Regions from separate parts of the Hordeum vulgare genome. Here region 2 is linked to region 1. A link is a contact called in public Hi-C data. All regions are on one chromosome and are shown on one strand. Each heading gives the region's core, a stretch centred on a gene start, on an enhancer-like site or on the middle of the called end of the contact. The rest is flanking DNA. Distances are from core to core; before and after follow the strand shown. Region 1 holds the start of LOC123402394 (probable LRR receptor-like serine/threonine-protein kinase At5g45780). Region 2 has its middle 150 kb from the start of LOC123402394.

The links. A called contact is a pair of places that touch in the nucleus more often than the background predicts.
Region 2: a Hi-C map of leaf shows a contact between it and region 1, with 4 times the contacts expected there. The contact joins the enhancer-like site here to the promoter of LOC123402394 in region 1. A contact is called at or near these places in 2 of 6 Hi-C or Micro-C datasets (leaf and seedling).

What each region holds. Positions count from the first base shown.
Region 1 is chr6H:131,329,193-131,332,641 of MorexV3_pseudomolecules_assembly, reverse strand. LOC123402394 (probable LRR receptor-like serine/threonine-protein kinase At5g45780) reads right to left here and starts at 1,656. Exons shown (of 11, transcript XM_045096308.1): 1 at 1,412-1,656; 2 at 1,144-1,276; 3 at 948-1,019; 4 at 63-206. The coding sequence starts at 1,538.
Region 2 is chr6H:131,477,046-131,480,494 of MorexV3_pseudomolecules_assembly, reverse strand. No RefSeq gene overlaps it. Among protein-coding and RNA genes, the nearest start is that of LOC123402394, 150 kb to the right of the region's middle. Within about 2 kb of position 1,859, at least 1 of the 3 cell types and tissues checked has open chromatin away from gene starts, as enhancers often do. A contact at or near this core is called in leaf, where this site is marked.

The DNA.
Region 1 (3,449 bases), core at 407-2,906:
AGACATAAACAATCCAATAGATAAGACTATCAATTTGAGGTAATAGATTAGCATATACTTACAGATAATTTAGTTGAGTCAGCTGCCCCAACGAATTCGGGATTTCACCAATAAATTGGTTACCTGAAAGATCAAGAGCTTTCAGATTGGCCAGCTTCCCTGTCTCTGGAGGAATTTCACCAGATATTCTGTTATTCTGTAGTAACCTGAAGGGGGGCAACAGAGAAAAAAGTTGAGCAACAAAGCATTGGTAGTAAATTTCGTTTTCGTTAGGACAGATGGGAGTCAATGGAACAAGATCTACAAACAGTACAAAGAATACAATCCCATGACTGAGGGAGCACAAGTAATAACAAATATTATGCATACATACGTGTTCTAAGTAGGGTGGACACAGTATGATGGGTACAATAAGGAGTAGAAAGTCTAGCTGGACTGCGCTGTCAATCATACAAAGTAAGCTTGATTTGGCCGTGTTGAGTTCTGAAAGAATAGGGTACGCCCAATAGCATTCATTCTTGCCAAAAAAGAAAACAAATTTTGTTCAGGGGGGCTTGTACCGCCTGTGATCTCTCAGCATTATTCTATTCACCAGTTCTTGTCCTGGCCTTGAGAGTTTGCACACACGGACCCTGCTTGGGATTTTCATAAATTCAACTATTAAGGCAAGACTTATATTGTATAGTTCCCCACCTTCAGCTCGCTAACTATCCTGATACTAATGAGTCACCGACGGAATAGCCTAAACAGTAATATTGTTTGAACCTAAACAGCAGTTGTGCTTCATATTTTCCAACGGCTAGACACACAAGTACGAACCTCCTCATTTTGAAGCGATTAAGCTCGGAAGCTTCAAACTTGAACGGTGTTGCAAGACACACCGTGTCAAAGGAACTAAGGAAACAGGAACTGTGATTGGATAGGTGAGTTCGTTTCCAAGGCCTTACATTGTCTGCAGGTAACTGAGGTTCCCGATACTCGGCGACAGAGCCCCTGACAATCCGTTGTTAGCCATCTGCCTGCACTCCAACATCCAAACAAAACAGCACGGCATCACCAACAGCAAAACAACAACGGGCAGAAGGAGCATCCGCGCAGGCGCAGTCCAACAGCAAGACAACAAATCAGGGAGCGAGATCTCACAGCGAGACGACGAATCCGTCGGGGGAGCAGGCGACCATTGACCAGGTGCAGGGGTCAACGGAGTTGATGTCCCACCCGGCCATCACCCCCTTCTCGTCCCGCATCCGGCTCTTCACCGCCATCAGCGCCGCCACTGAAACACCGCGCAAAGCGCACCGAGCGCAATTAACACGAGAACATCCTCCACGTAGTACCAAATCCCCAAACCCTAGCCTCGTCCCTAGCCCAGCCACCCCCGCCCAACGCCAGCCGCAAGCGGCGCACATACCTTCATAGTTGAGACCTTTGGGTGAGAGCGGCGGGTCCCCGGCCGCTACACTACAAGCGGCGAGGAGCCACGCGGTAGCCACCACCACCACGGCGCCAGCTCCGGCGGCGAAGGTTAGTCTCGCCATGGAAAGTGGGGGCGTGACTGAGAGCGTCTCTGCACGGGCTCCGTGGCCATGGGTGCTGCTGTTATCGAGCGCAGTGCGTGCGCTGAGGAGTAGAATTAGGCTCGCCTTAAATCTTAATTAATGCGAGTTGGTCTGAAAAATGGGAATCTTAAATTAAGAAAGGGAGAGGCTAACTGGGCCTTAATTGCTGAGCCCGTGGAATGGAGTGGAGGACCAGACGGGTGGCTCTCGAGGCTCCGGAATTTGTGCCCAGTGTTTTGTTTCCGTTCTGTTTGGTTGGTTTTTCTTACAGGAGCCATGTAATTTAATTTAAGGTATATGACCTCTTAGAGTATGGTTAATAGTATAGCCAACGGTCGGCTATAAGGCTGTTCATAGTGGGGAGTAACATATGGTAGTATCATGCATATGTTACTATTGTATGATAGTACCTTCATAGTGCATAGTATCATAAATTAGTATCATAGATGATCTCATTTATTGACATGCATGACACATAGTAGCATAGCATTTAACATGGTACGGTATCTACCTATGTTACTATAACCCTCTCTCTCTTCTTTAATTACTTGCCACATCACCATGTTTACTAGTTCCAAGACTATGTTACTAGCTATGATACCTCCACTATGGCCAGCCTAAGGAGTTGCCATGTCATATACTCCCTTCATCATGGTATATTGGACATATCCCAAAAACGATAATTTTTCATAATTAGAAGAAAATAAGGCGCATGACATTAATTAGCCTATTAATTAGGATGTTTTGGAAACCGTCTTCACCAATGCATGCGAGGAAGTCGTTCGTTTAGTGGACGGAGGTTGCTAATGCGTCAGTTTTACGATTAATTAGGCGTTTCTACAGCTCGTCGGCTCGGTTTTTCCTACCAATAGAAAAACATCTTGGTCCCAGAGCCCTGTGAGATACGTCCAATATACTGTCATGGAGAGAGTATAATCGATCTAATAGTTAACACGTATAGTAACAAATTGTTAAGAAGTACTCCCTTCGTTCCTAAATATAAGTCTTTTTAGAGGTTCACTAAAAGACTACATACGGATGTATATAGACATACTTTAGAGTGTATATTCACTCATTTTGCTCTATATATAGTCTCCTAGTGAAATCTCTAAAAAGACCTATATTTAGAAACGGAGGGAGTACTACTTTATAAATACATGACCCACCTTACATCCTCACAATGTTTCTTGGAGCCTCTGCTACAGCCGACTGTTAATCTGTAGTTCGCTTCCCTTCTCTCTCCTCTTCTCTCTCATCCAACTCAACAAAAATATAATGTTTTAATCCTTACAGTCTTCTCTCTCCTCTTCTCTCTCATCTAACTGTATTTTATTATACCTGCTCTTATACTACCTTAATTACACCCGCGATAAAACAACTTGCTTGAAATTAACTAATTCATACACAAATTTGAAAATCCCATAAAACTCATACACGAACTCGATTGTTGTAACAGTTGACTATAAAACAGCTCCGCCTGTGACATGTCGGCTGCCACATCGAAAAGGGCCCGCATCTCAATTATTGCACAAACCATTGCAGCACATGCTTCTGGAGTTTGCACATCGTCCAAACCATCTACAAGTGTTTTGCTAGGCAAGCACCGGTACACATGAAGTGTAGGATCTGTAACATCATATCAAGTTCAGTTTCAATGCGCAGAAAATTAAGTCACATAGTTAATTGCAGGGCACCATAACTTGTTCACCTCAAAACGAAACTACTCTATGACCGACACTTAGTGCAATACTGATGCATGGTTAATTTGCAGACGATACTTGATCCGGCGGCTGTGCAACACTAAATAATACCGATGCATGGTTCGATTCATAGTGACGTTCAAAGATCAGTCAACCAGTATGTGACATCCTTGTAGCAACGCTCAACTCA
Region 2 (3,449 bases), core at 610-3,109, 150 kb before region 1:
AAGGTCAGTTTTCTACGAGTGAGTGCAATTAAATGTAAAACAGTGAAGGAAAGTGAGGATACTGTAGTATTTATCTACCATAGTAGGTACTCTACACAGTTACTATTTATATAAATAAATCTAGAACTAATTTTATTGTGCCATAATTTTGTCTATATGTCATTTTTGCAAATGCATACATTGGATTTATAATTTGCAAATTAATTTAATTCATTTTACCCTTAATCATGTGAATGTGAATGAGGGAAGTTAGGTAAATATAGCTTAGTTCTCTTCTCTCCTTCATGTTAAAGGATCTAGTTTCGACGACAAGCGACGACCACATAGTGGCTACATGAGCTCTCAGCCTCCCGACAAAGGTTGGGAATCGGCAAACGCCAAATCTCTTGCTCTGCTAGTGTGTTGGGAAATATGAAGAGAGCCCAAAAGACGGATATTTTAGAAAAAAGAGCTCTTTCTAAGTTTTGTGATTTTTCTAATCCGTGATGAAACTGCCATTTAGAAACCGACAGGCTACGTAGTTCCTTTTGACCCGGGCTGATGTCATTGCCCTCCACCCCACACACACCCTCCTTGAGGTTTTTAATTAGGCATCCCTCTTTTCAATTAGGCACTTAGGAGTTGCACACTTGTGTCCTATATTTTTGGGACATTTGCATTTCTATCCCTAACTCGAACCACCTACTCAAATGTGTCGCCAATTTTGAAGCATGCTCAAATTTACCCTCGTGTTGTTAGTTACACTTATGGAAATACTCTTTCGTGACGTTTTCGTCCAGTCAAAGCCGTTTGACCGCAATGTGACCATTTATTTGACATTTTTGCCCCTGTCTCCATGTGCCACTTACTGATGGGACCTTCCCTTAAAAATGACCTGAAAGAGCCCTTTCTCTCACCTCCTCTCTCACACACACTTATATGTGGGGCCACTCATCCAAAAAAAGAAATAGAATAGGACTATTCAAACTAGATATTTGGGTCCACATGTCATTGGCTTACCATTATTTTTCTAGACATATTTTTTATATAGTACTTTAATTAATTTACTATGGATTAGGCTGACGGTTGTCGGTGGTAACTAAATCCCGTGGTGGACGCCCGCCGAGAGATAGGCCTGGCTTTACCGCGTCCAGGGATGTGGCCTTCGGACCATATGCTCGCCGGAGAAAACGGCGGCGACCATTCCAGCGGCGGATCCGGGCGGCACAAGTGGGGCAGATACAATGTACCAGTGAGGGGGAGGGGAAACGTTCGTGTGACGTTGAGGAGCTCAGTAGGATCATGATGGCGATGCCGCTGGGGCTCAGGGAAGCAAGGACTTCGGCGATGATTGCCATGGCAAAGCTCGGAGTTCATGGGGACGATGACCCGAGGTCATCCAGTCTATGGAGGAATCCCAAGTCTTCTGTGGTAAATCAGGATGCCACACGAACCGCTGGGGCCAGACGGCGTGCTTCAACGTCGTCGAATCGAATGCGTCGGTCCTAGCTCGGAGGCGGGGGAGATGTGCCATGGCTCTCTGTGCTTGACGTCTCTGGTCAAAATAGTAGGCTGGCAGGGTGAAGTCATGGCATACGAGCTTCCTGGCGAGGTGGTGGCGCTTCGGGCTCCGTTGGCCTCGTGCTTGACAAACACCGGCGATGGGGCGCTCTCTGGCGTACTTGCTTGAGAGGCCTAGCGGCGGAGAGGGGAACAAGAGCGAGTGATGGAGAGAGAACGAGGGAGAGAGGCCATCGGAATCGGGTGATGCGAGCGACACAGGCAACGCCCGTTCGGCAAGCTCGTCGGAGTTGAGAGGGAGAGGTCGTCGGCCTATCGTTCGGTAGGGAGAGACAGAGGTGAGAGAGATAATTTTTCTTTTCCTTTTTTACATTTTTCTATGGATGAGTGGCCCCACATGTAAGTGTGTGTGGGAGAGTGGAGATGAGAGAAAGGGATTTTTCAGTTTATTTCTTAGAGAGGGTCCCACCAGTAAGTGGCATGTGAAGACAAACGCGAAAATGTCAAAGAAACGGCCACATAGCAGCCAAACGTCTTTCATTGGACAGAAACGGCACGGAATGGTATTTCTATAAGTATAACTAATGATGGAGGAGCAAATTTGAACATGCTACAAAATTAGGGCAAATCTGAATAGTGGTTTTGAGTTAGAGACACAAATGTAAAAGACCCTATATTTTATCTCTCACGCGCTTCATTCATGTTTAAGAGCGTATACACTCCTAGACCCAATTTATTGTTTTGAGCGTGGTGCTTAGGTAGATGAACCAATTTTGTTGAGGCAAATCATTTTTATCATCTGTGTTGCTAATCCTTTGTGCTACCAAAAAATGAAATGGCACAAAAGCACACAAATACATTTTTTTTCTTTTCAGTTTCATTCAAGAAGGTTCTACTCGAGGGTGATGAGTCCAAATTATGTGCCTATTTTACAAGTATTTTTATGCCTCCTCTATAGGGCATGTGGAATTTTATTGCGTTTGCACACTTCTTTTTGCCATTTTTATTGGTAATTGTGAAATATTGGTTTAGGGAAGAAATCTCAGAAAATGATAGTGGATTCATGCAATTAAGGTGATAATCACCTACCATAAAAGAAAGAAGCAAAATGGGCAAAGTAACAACCGCCGCAGGGCAACCAGAAGAAAAGATGACGTTGCATACAACCGCGCGCGCTTGTATAAGTGATCATATGGAGTGCTATCGCCGCTGCCTCACCCATTATATTCAATCCGTGAAGACAAATCATGGATCACAGACCCAGAGAAACCTGAAACTTGTCAAAAGCAGGAACCCTAGCCGCCGGAGCGATCCAGAGGGAGGAACCGGTCAAGGGAGGCGATGCCTCCATCATCTCTATCAAGAGTGCTTCAACATCATCTCCATCATCATCCTCATCACCACCACCTCATTTTTTCCATTGTAATCTCAAGATCCCTAGAGGAATAACTTGTGTATTACATGTGTGATTCGTTCATGTTTTCCATCATTCGTGAAATGATTTGTGTTGCCTTCATGAGTGAGTAATCCCATTTGTTCTCGGGGTATGGATGAACCCTAGTATAATATAATTTTTCATATTAGTATTTGATATCCTATTTACATGTTTATGTTAGCAATCATATTGATGTTGGATGCAGTCGACCAACCAATGTATGTGGGTTTTGAATGGAAAGTAATTACTATTGGCTAACCGTGTCGTTGTGGAGGTGGGTGACGTGACATGGCCCACCTCCCTTTGTAGCAGATGGTTGCAACGGCGGATAAAACAGAGACCACTTTGGTTGCGTCCACGGGGACCTCTTTCCCCTAAACCACCGTTTGGTAACCGGAGTGGGGAAGAACGATGGTGCAGTATTTGATACGGAGATGCCACGTGTATCACGTATTTGTACTGGCTCCACCCACAAAAAAACATATAAAGTAGCTTAGGAATCCGAAGTAGCATT